2 separate regions of the Drosophila melanogaster genome follow, and region 2 is linked to region 1. Evidence: chromatin contacts called from public HiChIP or PLAC-seq data. All regions are on one chromosome and are shown on one strand. Each heading gives the region's core, a stretch centred on a gene start, on an enhancer-like site or on the middle of the called end of the contact. The rest is flanking DNA. Distances are from core to core; before and after follow the strand shown.

Evidence for each region. HiChIP or PLAC-seq counts read pairs in DNA pulled down with a chosen protein or histone mark.
Region 2: an H3K27ac HiChIP or PLAC-seq map of the Kc167 cell line shows a contact between it and region 1, with 8 times the contacts expected there. The contact joins the promoter of ENGase here to the promoter of Fim in region 1. A contact is called at or near these places in 50 of 107 Hi-C or Micro-C datasets (the D17-c3 cell line, the Kc167 cell line, the ML-DmBG3-c2 cell line and 21 more) and 3 of 6 datasets of contacts at active chromatin or transcription factors (all in the Kc167 cell line).

What each region holds. Positions count from the first base shown.
Region 1 is chrX:17,298,164-17,305,357 of dm6, forward strand. It overlaps Fim (Fimbrin), which reads right to left and starts at 3,766. Exons shown (of 5, transcript NM_078661.4): 1 at 3,197-3,766. The coding sequence starts at 3,271. It overlaps CG5445, which reads left to right. Exons shown (of 5, transcript NM_001298442.1): 3 at 4,676-5,227; 4 at 5,912-6,207; 5 at 6,535-7,194. The coding sequence starts at 4,752. The coding sequence ends at 6,674.
Region 2 is chrX:17,420,575-17,427,768 of dm6, forward strand. ENGase (Endo-beta-N-acetylglucosaminidase) reads left to right here and starts at 3,017. Exons shown (of 4, transcript NM_132987.2): 1 at 3,017-3,282; 2 at 5,522-5,759; 3 at 6,026-6,343; 4 at 6,846-7,194. The coding sequence starts at 3,051. CG12994 reads right to left here. Exons shown (of 3, transcript NM_144231.2): 2 at 2,498-2,790; 3 at 1,746-2,430. The coding sequence starts at 2,552. The coding sequence ends at 2,282. CG46464 reads right to left here. Exons shown (of 3, transcript NM_001382168.1): 2 at 2,498-2,790; 3 at 1,746-2,430. The coding sequence starts at 2,224. The coding sequence ends at 2,069. CG8611 reads right to left here and starts at 1,571. Exons shown (of 5, transcript NM_176749.2): 1 at 1,409-1,571; 2 at 1-1,349. The coding sequence starts at 1,468.

The sequences.
Region 1 (7,194 bases), core at 2,516-5,015:
AACGCTTTAATTTCTACCGTCATTGTTTATCAAGTATGCAAGCTCGATAAACCATAAAAACACATTGCATATCTCCTTCACATCGGGGCACTCAAAATGCGGGGCTTTGCGGCAATTAACACTGACACTCCCACGCAGAAGCAGAAACCGAAACAGAAACAAAAACACTGGAAGAATGGGAAAGAAACACAGAAACTCGAGACGAAAACGAAAGACAAACAAAAGCAGCGCTTTGTATGTGGGTGTGGCAACACTGTCTTGCTGCTTGACAAGAGCAAATGGCAACAATGTGCCACTCATATGCGATAGGCAATAATCCTGAATCCGGATCCTCAATACTCTGAACCATAATGCTTTTGCGTTTAGATTGCAACATAAATATTAAAGTATTTAATTTAAATTTAAATCGCCATATACCGATTAGATGGAAGGGGAAACCGCTGTATTGCCGCCAGCAATTTCAACAATATCAAATAGAGTCCCCGTGGGATAAACAAGTGTGTTTACCATAATTTCAATATCATAATTAGGCAGCCTTTATTCAGTGAATAAAAAGAGCGCGGAATTGTTCATTCGGATATTACAATTTTTCCCTTGATCTGAGGCATACGGTATTAGTCATCGCAGCATCCAACAACAATAGTGGAACAACGAAAACAGATTTCAGCTTTCAAGTGTCAATCAGTGCAGCGATTGTTCGCCGCCCACACAACTCCCACCCATTGTATGTATTGTGCCTGGTTCAGTAGTGTTTATCCTGATCTCGTTTGGAATCAGCTTCTTGCAAACCGTTCTGTTGGCCACGCGGATCCATTGGAGTTCCAAGCACAATGGACCCACATTGTTCGACCGATTAACGGCCAAAGACGCGTGCGACGGCAGTCGACTTAAATGGTACACTGAGATAAAATGTGGTGTTATTTAGTAATGCGAATTTATCAATGAGATGATACTTTTAATTTTAAATTTTATATTTAACGAAGAGGTTTTCAAGACAAGATTAGATTCTTTTTTTTTTGCCTGCATTCCGTTTTCGTTGGCAGTTGCAATCAAGCATGGTTTTTTTTTTATGTCTTCCAGCATATATGGATTTTATGGCCTGCACTCGAAGCAATTGCAGCGTGGGCGTTTATTATATTCCTCTTTTTTTGGTTTCGGAATTGCCGGGAATTACGAGCTCAGCGAAAAGCCAAATGCCAAATGCAGAGCGGGATTCGAGCAGTCGGGCGAGCGAAAATCAGCAAGAAACAATTGTAAACTATTAAGTGTGTGCATAAAATTGAACGAAAATTGCTCGACTCCGGTTGCCCCCTGAACCAAGGTGACGAATGCACAGTGGGTCAAAAACTACGAATTGTAGGTATCGAATGTTGCTTGATTGCGAAGTTCACTGCAATAGTGTTAGTACTTATGCATGTATATAATGAATAGCAATGCTCAAAACTATAAATGTAACATAGTAATAACAAGATTGAATGATATTCAATGAAACCGAATAAGCACTCCTATTGTCGGCAATACCGATGTATGGTTTTTGAATTCATTTCGTAGGGCCAACCGCCGGCGACCCACTGTGCGACTTGTCTTGCGTTTGAGAGCAGATATCTGAATCTGAATTGAAGCTGCGACCGAGCTGAGACGTAGTTTTTCACGCTCTCCCGGTGACGGGGCTTGTATATATGTGCCCTGGCCTGTGATTTTTATATTTATTTTTAGTTTAAGCAGAAACTGGTTTTCATGCTATTCCACTCCGCCCCCTGCGAACCCCACCAAAAAAAAGGGGTGGCAGTAGAGCGACTTTTACGTGGTGTCATGGTATGGAAATAAATGCACGTTATACGCTAACTTTATACCGCTGGCCTTGCCCAAATATTATTCTCGCGAAATTCGCAAGAAAGATTCGTTCGTCAAGTGAAAGATGATGGTTGGTTGGTTGGTGTCAACATTGTTGTGTTATTTTTTAGTTTGCTTTTAGCATTAGTCACTATGGGGGATGGGCAGCGACGCCGACTGCGGCATTGAACTTGCGTTTCTCCACGCATGCGCTGCCCTTATACTCGTAATGATTTCGTTTTGGGCTTTGCAGTTGCAGAGGGCTCCACCCAAAAAATAAGACAAAAAAGTGTTTTCTTCTGTAAACATTCGAAGGAAATTCTCGATGCACGATAAGAAATATTTGCATACTTTATCGAGGCGGTGACAAGACAAAGTAATGTGTCTACTGTGGATGTCGGCTTGGTTTATCTAGTTTCGTTTTTACGGTACATGGCTCAGACAGTTTGATAAGTGCAATATTCGTCAACAGCTTTTGCATTCCAATTTACCACAATACACAATACACATAAAGAAATCAAAAACAAAATTCACTTTATAGTACAAATTAAAGTAATTTTTTCCTCTTGCTTCTCGTACTCTTGATAACGACTCTCCACTGTGCGAAGAGCGGGAGATAAGAGATGCGGGAAAGGGAAACTTGTTTGCTCATCTGCTGTCCCCTCCCACCCACATCCACGCACGCGCCCCTCTCCCTCGCACTGGCATATGCAGCAGCGGGCGCAGCGCATTAACCGTTAGCTAGCGATGCTTGTCTTTGCTTCTTTTCACGGTCTTTTCCAGTGGCGGATCAAGGGGGGATTTTGAAGGGCTAAAGGACTAAGTTACTCTCGTAAGTGTAATGCAAAATTTGATCTCTGTTCTTGTACGATTTCCTCTTCTCCTGTCCAACATTCGTGCCAGCTGATTAAGTTAAGTTTTAGTTTTACAATTCCCAATTTAATTAACTTCTTGCTGGTTCTGCTTCTTTGTCGATTAAAAACTAAGCAAGAACATGAACTAAAATCGGAGTGGTAAGACCCTTTCAAAGTCCGACTCTGTTCTTCTCCTGCTCCTGCTGCCCCCGCCACTGCTTCTTCTTCGCTTAAGTCCACTTCATGGGGGGTTGCTTTGCACTGTTGAAGGCCAGCCGCGCTGTCGGCTGCGCAGCCGGCGTTGGCGTCAGCGTCGCTGCTCCCCATTGTCAACGCCGACGCCCACATGCACCGCTTAACGGTTTTCTTCCTGCGCCTCATGCGTGCGTGTGTGTGTGAGTCATTCAATTTGAATTTCAACAATTTGCCACCTATGACTCTTATTGATTGAATGTTGCTATTGCCATTGCTAAAACCATTTCGTTTTGCTGCTCTTTTTGTCATCTCACCTCTATGAATTTCTCCTTGATCTCCGCCTTTTCATCAATGGACAGCGTTTTTGTGAATTTGTTAAGTGTTGCCATTTTCGCTGCCGATGTGTGTGTGGTGTGCTGCTGCTGCTTTTCTTCTTGACTTTCTTAATTATTTATAACTGACGCCGCTGATTGGTAATTATTTTAAATAAATTATCCGTTTATAATCAATTTCACTTTGTCGCCGTTTTCGCAGTCGGCGATTTTCTTCTTTTTGCTCCTCTTCTTTTTTGTTTTACCGCGCGCTCCTTTTCCTATACGTATCTATGTATTTGTGCGTTTCTGTGCTAATATTCTTAAACTTCTTTTACTTTTTTCTTAACTTTTCACCCATACACACTCGTTGCTGGTTTTGTTTGTTGCTGGTTTTTACCAAAAAAAAAAAGATGAAGCCAGATTTAAAGCCTCCGTGTTGTTATTTACAACGTCAACCGAGCAAATTTTGTTTTCAAACGTTATTTAGCACGTCTGAATTCGGAATCGACCGGTTTGCTGTGCGTGCGAAGCGCTTTTGTTAGATGTTTAACAACAAACAGAAAACTAAATTGCAGGTTGTATTGTGAGAAATGAAAGAAGACAACGGAGCGAAAACAGTGTGCCCGTTTTGGAATTTGAAAAACCTACAAAAATACGGTGGTACTTACCGCGATATTTCCAAAACTGAGCACAGTATTCCATTTGAACTTAAATTTTCGATAGAATTGAAATACCTCTTAATGTCATAATAGACAGCACATTGTTTTTCTTCAAGTTTAAATATAGTTAATTTAAGCTTGGAAGAGAATTTAAAAAAAGCTTAAAGCTGCTTATGCTAAGTTATGTGCGCAAATTTATTTTTTTTACATTTTACATGTGCGTAGAATTTCCGTTGTTGAGTTAGCAGCAATTGAAGAACGTTGGAATTTGAATTATGGGGACGTTTTTTATTCAGTTATTTTTCTTTATTAGGAGGTGAATTCGAAAAAGATATTTCTTTATCTCTTTCTTTGACGCACATCATATTACAATGTTAACAAACATAAACGTTTAGTATTTTTCCGCTATCGGGTAGTATTTCGCGGTCGGCTCGCCACGGTTCCTCTTCTTTTGTCTAAAAGAATAGAATCGCCTGGTCACACCGCAGGGTCCAGTATTGTTGCCTTTTTATTTTATTCCCGCATTTCTTCGCTTTGAAGCGATCGCTTTTCGGCTTTCTTTGAGGTCACAGGTCACGCCAGCGGACGCTGGAAGCCGAAACGCCCCCCGCCTCGCCCCCTTGGCCATGGTGACCGTCGCTGTTGTTGTTTTTGTCGCCCTTTAAAACCAGCTGCTGCATCTGTGTGTGCGCGCGTGCTTGCGAGTATTTCCAACCAAGCGTGCGTCGGTGTGCGTGCGTGTACAAGTGCTGAAACAACAACAAAAGCGTAAAACGCATTTTCATTTGATTGCGATTTTGATTTGATATATTAATTACAGAAAGAAAGGGGGAGAAAGCAAACAAAGGAGACAAACTGTGAGAGAAAGACAGAGCGAGATCAAGACAGTGAGCGAGATGGATGTGGAGGAGAACTACGAAAACGCCGCCGAGATGCAGAACATGAACATGAATCTGAATCTAAATCCGAATCCGAATCCAAATTCGGACAGCCAGCAGCAGCAGCAACAACAGATGCAATGTGAACCGTTATTCGGGCTCACAACCAATACAACAACAACCACAAATCCCATGATGGCCATTCCCCTGCCCGCGCCCCCAGGGCCGCACTCCGCTCCGAACAACAGTCCAAATTCGAATGCGAATCCCAACTCAAATCTGAGTCCCAGTCCATCCGCAACAACCGCTAACGCATCCGCATCCACGATCAAGTGTCTACCGACGAACGACTTCGATATCGACTCCCTGTTGCTGCAACAGTTCAGCTGTATGGGCACCACGGACCACGAAGACCTCATCAGCCAGTTTCAGAGCCTAATGAACAACCAGATGAACCGGGAATCGGCCAGGTTTTACCTAGAGATGAGTAACTGGTAAGGATATAGCTATAAGTAAAATATCTCAAATCCATTGTGGTTTAATATTCCAAATGGAGTTAGAACACAGAATGTTTCATAATCCATTGAATTTAAGCTTCTTCCCTGCGTTCTGGACATATTATAGTCTTTATAAACTATATTTTACTTAAAGATGTGTTACTAGTAATGATATACATATGTACTCAGAAATCCCCATGGTACGATCATCATGGGCGATGTTATCGAGGCCTTTTTCTTTTATTTTAACATACTTTCTTATATTTTAACATACACAATTTAGAACAATGCATAATTATTGAATTATGAATAATTTTACATTGTTGTGTTTCATTGCCTCCAGCTTGATGAATACACATTTATAGATTACAAACGTAGATTTTTGAGTTTGTCATGGTGATAAATAACACTTTATAAACTATAAACAGGAAAATTAAAGCGCTATCTTAAATTCCCTCTAGGGCCTTATCTCAAAAGAACTTAAAGAGACGCTATAAAATTAAAGATATATCTTTGTAAATTAGAGCTAGCTCTCAAGTAGTTCTGATTTCTGTAATATGTTATAAAGTTCAGTTCTCTTTAATATATGATATGAATAGGCCAACTATGTACATCTAGAAACATATTGCTAATAACCCAGTTGAATTTCGTCATATTAATCAAATTTTTTCACATTTATAGGAGCCTGCAGACGGCGGTGGGCTGCTATCTGGACTTCTGCAGCTTACAGTCGCTGCCTTCGATGAAGATCGTCCAGGAGAAGCAAGTGAATGCTCAGCAGCAAGCGTTTCAGCTGCAGAACGATGGCACCGAGCGCTGGCCGAACAACTGCTATCTGACCTCGCCCATCCAGACGCAGCGCATCAATGTGCCCGCCCTACGTCCGGGCGAAACTTGTGATATCCTGGCCGATATGATGCCCACGCAGCCGCCGACAATGTGGCGGCTGTGCACTTCAAATGGCTGGTACTTTGGCGGTGAGCAAGAGACAGCACTCGATCTTAGAACTAGAATCAAACGCTGAGCTAGCAAACCAGAATTGTTGCACGTAATTTAGTATACTCAATCCTCGAAGTAAAAAACTAAGCTTATGAGCATGGGTATCAAGTACATAAATTGGCATGAACAAAGCAAAAGAAAAACAACAATCTAGTCACACTGATAGGATTTTTGTTTTCCTTAAAAATGTATTTATTCTGTAAATAATTCTTAACGACCATCTTTATAGTCGCAGACTGTATGTAGTATATTAAGTTTAAGAACCCACTTCTAATGTCCCATTTCAATGCATTTCGTTCAAACAGATGCCATTTGGATGATACCGCCCGGTACGCAGGCCAGCCAGGACGAACTGCAGCAGCGGATGGTGCAGCTGATTACGTCGGAGGTGAAGCCGGATATCTATCCGCAAATCAACATCGTGATAACCGCGCACACCCAATGAGCGCGGCGTCCAGCATCTAGCATTCGGCATCCTCCTCCGCTTTCGAGCGGGGTCTTCGGTCCCAAAACTCATCGATAGCATTTTAAAAAAAACCTGCGCGATATGACTAGAATTTCCCTTTTCCCTCTTTTTTCAAATGAGCATACTGTTGTTCTCAGTAGTTGATTTGTATACAGGAAAAAAAATTTTTTTTATGTAGTAGCCAACGCCATACATATACTACACAACCCCATGTTTAACTAGAGTTTGAGTTCGATTGCAGGACCCCCCTTTCGTTACTCCTCCCACTATTCCCACTCCTTAATTTCGGTGTCAGACAGATCAGCTTTATATATATATATCGATATGTCGCGAAGGGAGCGAAGGGTGTGTGCGGCAATAGGGAGAAATAAATTGAAATAAATTAAGTGAAAGTGAGAATAGGAATCGTGTGGCCACATTAAGTTCTTCTGTTAGTTTTAGGCGGTACTGTTGCGTGTGCGTGCGATTGTTTAAATCATAATTGAAATTTTTTTTTTCC
Region 2 (7,194 bases), core at 1,767-4,266, 120 kb after region 1:
TGCAGCAGGTGATCCACCAGACGACCAGGTGTGCCTATCAGTATGTTGATGCCCTTTCTTAGCCTGGCCTTTTCGCTTTTCCTGCTCTCGCCACCCAGCAAAGAACCGGGCACTATCCATGTGTACGGCTTGACCAGCTTCTGGATGAGTTCGTATGTCTGCATCACCAGCTCCCTGGTGGGTACAATCACCAGGGCCAGCACGCCATCCTTTCGCTGTATCCGTGGCTGCTGTTTCTGCAACAGTTCCACCAAGGGTAGAGCATATGCCAGGGTCTTTCCCGAGCCCGTCTGCGAACGTACGAGCACATCCTTGCCCTGGAGAACTTCGGGAATGGTCTTCTGCTGCACGCTAGTTAGCTCTCGAATGCTAAGCAGATCCTCCAAGTTCTTTACAGCATGAGGATGCAGTCCCAACGTGGATATTTTAGAGCCTGTAAAGATGGTCTCCTTGACGGGCTTCACCGCTCTTTGGCCCAGTTGCTTGAGTGCCTCCACGTCGCTTTGGTCGAAGAGGCCGATCTTCTTGGTGCGAAAACGGTTTGTGGACGAGGTTTCCTCGGCTTTCGGTGGTTTCTTCGCGGTTTGTTTGGGTTCCTTTTCTTGTCCAGGAGATTGTGCACTGGATTCATCTGGTTCCTCATCGGATGTTGCAGATTCTTCGCCGGATTCGCCGGAATCCTCAATATCTGATGACTTTTTGGACTCCTTAACGGCTGAACTCGGTTTTACCCTCGGAGATCCCCCTCCTGAGTTGTTCTTCGCATCCTCCTCATCGGCGCTGGCTTCCTGATCCCCTCCTCCCTCTTCACGACGCTTTTGCCGCCTCTCCTCCTCCAGTTGAGCGCGGAAAAGGTCACCGGGCGTGGGTAATTGATTTGGATTTTTTGGCTTTTTGTTGCTCTTCAGCGCCCGCGTGATCTGCTCTTCGCTGAGCTTCGTCAGTGGCTTGCCCTGCCTCTGTTTCTTGCCCAATCTTTCGGCTCGTGTGATTTTTGGCTTGGCTTTCTGGGCAACCACCGGCTTTGTGGTCACATTTAGCATGAAATCGTCGCCTAAAACGCTCTTAACAGGTGGTTTCGTTGGGCTAACATTGAACATAAGATCATCGTTGGATGCATTTGCTTTGGGGGATGCTGAAAGAGTGGAAATTGCGGATTTGCTGGAGGAAACTGAAGGCGTCGGCGATTTCGTGGTATTGGGAACTGATGAATTTGTAGGTTCAACTTTCGAAGGAGGCGCCCTTCTTCGCACAACGATTGCCTTGACTTTGGGCTTGTCCACATTGAATTGAAAGTCGAAATCCTGGGATTTCTGTGCACGTTTTTTAACCGAAAGCGCGGGCGACTGCTGAAATCAAATATACAATATATAAACACCACTTGAATAACATAGACATAGCCACTAACCTGTTGATTTTTCCGAGCCGACGACTTTACAGTAACATTCAGTGATATATTTTCCACCATTTTGGCACAATTGATGCTCGCAACCAAAGAAGAATCGCGAAACTTTTGTAAATAATAACGAATTGAATAAAACGTGCGTGGCTCTTCTTCTTCGTTTGCCACTCACAGCGAAAAGGTATGGTTACATCTGTTAGCGCGCCAGTGCTACCCATAGAAAAGCACATAGCGCTGCCAGATGAGGAAAAAAAGAAGCATAAGCGCTAAATTCAAATTGCACAATATATCGTTTAAACATCTTTAGTTGAATTTGGCAAAACACAAGAGCCCGTTATATTTAATATTGTATATTAATATATTTCGTATTTGGCAAATTCAGTAACATGTTTGTATTTTAAAGTAACTTTCTCTAAATATAATATGCTTACAACGAGTTTCGCACGCGACATTTGACGACGACCAACAAAAAAAAAAAAAAATAGTTTCACGCATTCAACTGCCTTGGGCAGCGAAGCGCATGGGGTTCCGTAGTAATTGTGGTTTTTGGTGGGTGGTGCTGGGTGGAATGGGCTGGTGGTTCTGTGGTCTGGCGGCTGGGTGGCCCTGGTGGTTTACATACGTGGGTGTCTGCTCTCCTTCGTTTTTCACATCCATGTGGGCATGTCAGCCCCAGCTGCGGGCACAGATGTCGACCACAGACCAATGCATGACGGTGACGGCTGCCTGTGATCCTGCTGGCGATGGTGATACTCCCCCGGGACTGGCCTCAGGAACCCCGACAGCGCTCTGCGATTTGCCAGCTCCCTCCTCCATGCCCATGACCTCATCCCGGGTATGCCCCTGCTGCTCCGTCGTTTGGCAGGCCGCGTACAACAACTATGCGGTCACGTAGTACTCCCGCTGCCTCTTCTGGCACTTCTCGCGCGCAATGTAGCACAAGGCGATCGTGATCAGGAGCACTATGGTCACGCCCATGCCGATGCTTACCCACATGATCTCCTCGTTGATGCCCACATAGGAGCGTCCTGGAGAAAACATAACATAACATACAATAAATCAATGTTAGGGGAATAATCCACATACAGAACCCACCATTGTAGTAGTGATTGGAGTAGCCGGCCTTGCCAGCCACTCGACCCGCTGGCATTTTGCGAAAAGTTCGGGTCAAGTAATAAATAAATGTGCGCGCCCTTTATTTATGTTTGGCTACTTGGCTCGCTGGCCAGCAAAGTTTCAACGGGCTATTTGTTGCTATTGCAGCTGGTTGGGATATTTTATTGGGTTTCTCCTTCTGTTCTTCAATTTCTTTGCCCTTGTTTAATTGGAATTTATGTGTGCAGGCGCACTCTTCGCTTCTCAAGGTCTTTCGGTGGCGCCAGCAGGACCTGAAATTAGCGAAGAGAAAACAAAATTAGAGTAAAATCATTGCTGAAGTTGATATTTTGTCGCGTTTTGAGTGCCATTCAAATTTGCGCGGGCTGTAGTGTTTTGCAGCACTGCTCTGCCCGTTTTACATCACTGCTGAGAAAGAGAAAGAGCACTGCTGTCAGCTGTTTTTAAGTAAATAAACATATTAGTTTTCGACGATTTGATTGTTGCTTATTTGTGGAGTTTCAGGTCAAAATTAATTGTTGGAAATTGTAAGATGGATAGTTTGGAGTCTAAGGAACTGGCAAGCATCAGCAAAGTGATGGAAAACAATGATAAAGCGAGCGAAAATGACAAAATCACCGGCATTACCACCGAAGAAGAAGAAGAAGTTGTTCCCGTGAAGAAGAAGAGAACTGAAGAGGGAGGGGGTGAGCTTAAGGAGGTAGCATGCGAGAAAGAGACAGTGCAACGCGAAAAGTGCCAAGACAAGAACACCTGTAGATGCTGTAAGTCCATCTCTTTCTCTGACACATATATCAGTCTCTATTGCACTATTTGTTTTTTAGGGAAAAGTGAACTTTCATTTTATTGAAATAAATATATTCAACTATTATTTACTACTTTTAAAGTAGTAAAAAAAAAATTGAATAGAGTAAGCGACATGGGTTTTTGTTAGTTCATAATAACAACCTTATCTTTAAAGCTCTCTATTACTCATTCTATAATTTGAGTAGTGATAATGTTTCTGTTTGTTAAATACGTTTTCTTGGTATGTACATAGATGTCATTCTATAAATAGTGTACTTTAGAGATTTAGAGATCAGTAAAACTAGAAAATTTGCTAAGATTACCGAAGTTATCATTCGCTTTAAAGTTGAACGAACATAAGCAATAGCACTCTTTGTTCATCATGAATCCTTTAAGCGTGTCCCTTTTATCTGACCAAGGATAGTAATAGACTTTTGGATCATTTCGTATGCAGGGATTGTTCCTGGCCAGAATCCATATCCTGGCATCCGTGATAGATTAAAGTAACGCCCAGGCACAAATTGCTTGAAAACGTCACGCCTGTCGTCCTTTTCCCTGCCATATCTGCTGCAGTTGCAAAAAGTTTCGCCCAAGCACACTGAGAAAAACGAATTGCACCGCATCCATAAGCCTTAGAAATAAATTCAAGGTGTAAAACAACAGCACTGCGCACCGAAATGAGCCCTTGTGGCCATGGTTCATTTGAAAGAAACCTCTAACTGGCTAAATTTTCTCGCAGTGCAGCAGCAAACACAACAGGAAGCAGCGCATCCTTCCGTTTCCATGCTGCACATTCAGAAACTGCAACTGCAATCGAAATGAGTGCGAAGGTCGCTTTTGACCAGGCCCAAACCGAAAACCCGTTAGTGAAGTGGCTTTAACTCGGCTTTCGACTTGAATAATTCATGTCCAAAAAACGGCATACTATGCCACGCATCGCAATCCAATATAATGCCATTTTCAGGGCTCACGTACCAAAAATCGTGCAACACAAAAGTTGGGAGTTGGGAGTTTTTTGGACCGCCAGCGATAAGGGCGATAACTGAATCATTTGTTTTCGCTTTTCCCCCCGGAAAATTGCGAACTTTAAAGGAAACTCCTGCCTGCGTGGTAATGAAAATAAAGCGTTCACCCGTTATTTAACCGCGCATTAAGTGCAGTTGACGTTCCCGGCGGCGTTGGCTAATTGAAAAGCGCCAACTGCAGCCAGCATGGGTTAACTTAACCCCACACTAACCCCTCGACTCATGATTAAATGGCTGTCTGGGGTATTTATAGACCGGCAATCCTTTCTGGTTAGCAACTGCTGCACAATCCCATTAAGATTGCTTATTTCCACAACTATCTCTTGCTTTTAAGTAGCAGCAATACATTTGTATAAATATAGATAGATTACTCGTTAATATTGTGAGGCATATAACAGGATAATTGCTCACGGCATGTATCTTAGAGTTCTCACACTCTCTCTTAGGTTAAGATATCTAATTTCCCCCACTATCTCAGCTAAACTGAACCTTTTATATTATTCATGACACTGGATACTATTATTTAATTGGAGCAAGAATTTGCATAACAGCTGCACTTAATCGCCATTGAAATTATCTGGCGGAAATAATAACCAGCTCGCTAGTTTGACCGTGACAAATTCAGCGGGTCAAGTGGCGAATGCGAAAATTGAAAAACTTTAAGTGCTTATGCGGAAAATGCAGAAGAAAGAAATTCAGCTCGTTCTACGAGCGTTGTAAAAATGCTACTAAACGCCGGTAATTGGGTTATAAAATTCACTTATTCACGTTTAATGGGTATTCGAATATGGAAAGTATAACGCTTTTTATTATGGAGAATTACAGAATTTATTAGCTAAGAATGTTCCATAAAATACATATACCCCTTGAAGGCAATAAATAAGTCGCTATTAAGGTACTTAAATACATGCAAGTTTTAGTTTGTCTGGTTTTTGAATTAGAGAACTGTTCAACAACCCAAAGTGTTATAAACTAGGCAAACTGTTTTTTTTCCAGTGGGGCTCAGGCAACCCATTGCCATTTCATGGCACAAATATTCGAGATATAAAAACATAAGCTAGAGATTAGCTAGTAGCGAACCGCTGTCCCATTCTCCATTGTCCACTGAGCCCTCGAGCGGTTCGCATCCGCGCAAAGATCTTAGAAGTAATGTCTTTACGACGTGGACTTTACATATCCCCCGCCCTTGCAGCCCAACTGGAGGCGGAGCCTATCAAGGATAACCGCCAGCTGCTGGAGTTTCGGGTGCGAAGCCGGAACATCGACTGGCGCGAGTACGTCCTGCCACTGGACACCAGCGTTCGAACGACACCCGTCTATCTGGACCGCCAGGCGGACTTCGTGGGCAGCACCCGGCGCCAGGTGACCGAGGATAATCGCCGGGAACTGCTCGTCTGCCACGACATGATGGGCAACTACCTCGAGGATCGGTGAGTCCTTAAACTGAGAAGTTTAACAACAAAAGGAGGGGGTACCTGGGATGCAATCCCTTTACGAATTTACCTAACAAAAAGCCCATGTCAGGTCAATGCAAATGTATTGCAACTTACTAATTTTCAAGCCACTTGATGCAATCGAAGTTGTACTAATGAATATCTGCCGCAAAAACAGGCGAAGCTATGCGGTTTCATTAAACTTGGAAGCCAGAGGGGTCCGAAAATAAAGTTTTTTTTAATGGTTTTTTGTGTTTTGCCAGGCACTTTCACAGCTCCCAGAAGTACGACGACTATCGATTCGTGCACTGGTCAGCCGTGGATTACTTCTGTTACTTCAGCCACGACTACGTGACCATTCCGCCCTGTGGTTGGCTGAATGCCGCCCATCGCCACGGAGTTCCGGTGGTGGGCACGTTCATCGTGGAGGCTACCGCACGGCTGGACGAGTTTCTGGCCAGCGAAGAGAGTGTCGAGAGCACCGTGGAGGCTCTAACCCGTCTCTGTGAGCACTTCGGCTTCGAGGGATGGCTGGTCAACGTGGAGGTGACTGTTCCCCTGGCCAAAATGCCCAGACTATAGTGAGTACTCATGGACAGTGCATCCTAAAAAAAAGGGTCCTTGTTACCCCTTTAAAATTCGCACACAAGCTGTTAGCTAGTAAAAGTTTTAGAATGCGAGTGTTTACATGAAAAATGGCTGTGTATCAGCGCCTCTTGCAACCAATTCGCCATAGGAGCAAACTTTGGCCTTGTATCAGCTGTCCAATTTATCAACAGCTTCTGCAATTCAATCTATCATGAACTGTCAAAAGCAAAACGAGCTTTTCTATTTTCACACTACAATCAAGTTGACTTATTGCACTTTGCACAAGTCAATGGAACGCATAAGTTCGATTGCACATAAGATAACATCCGCATGGAATTTAAAAAATTCGGAATAATAGTGAAGAGCATCTGAAAAGCAGGCAATTCTTACTTGATATATAAAGTGAATTTGGCGCCGAAACTAATCCTAACGTAATGGCTGTAACCTTGAGATCGATTCATGCTAATCCCTTTATGGCGTTTCCATTTTCCACAGCCGCTTTGTCCGGCAACTGACGGCTGCCACGGAGTCACGTGTGCCACATGGTCGTGTCTTTTGGTACGACAGCGTTACGGACGACGGCCAACTCCGGTGGCAGAACGAGCTCAACTCCCGCAACGCGAAGTTTTTCCGGCACAGCCATGGAACGCTCATAAACTACGCCTGGGACGAGGGCCATCTGGAGCGGAGTGCTCAGCAGGTCAGGAGGGAGCAATCGCCCCGGCATCGCGTCTTTATGGGCCTGGATGTGTTCGGAAGAAGTCGCAAGGGCGGCTTCCATAGTTGGGAGACCATGGAGCTCATTGCAAAGAACGGCTTCTCGGCGGGCATCTTTGCACCCGGC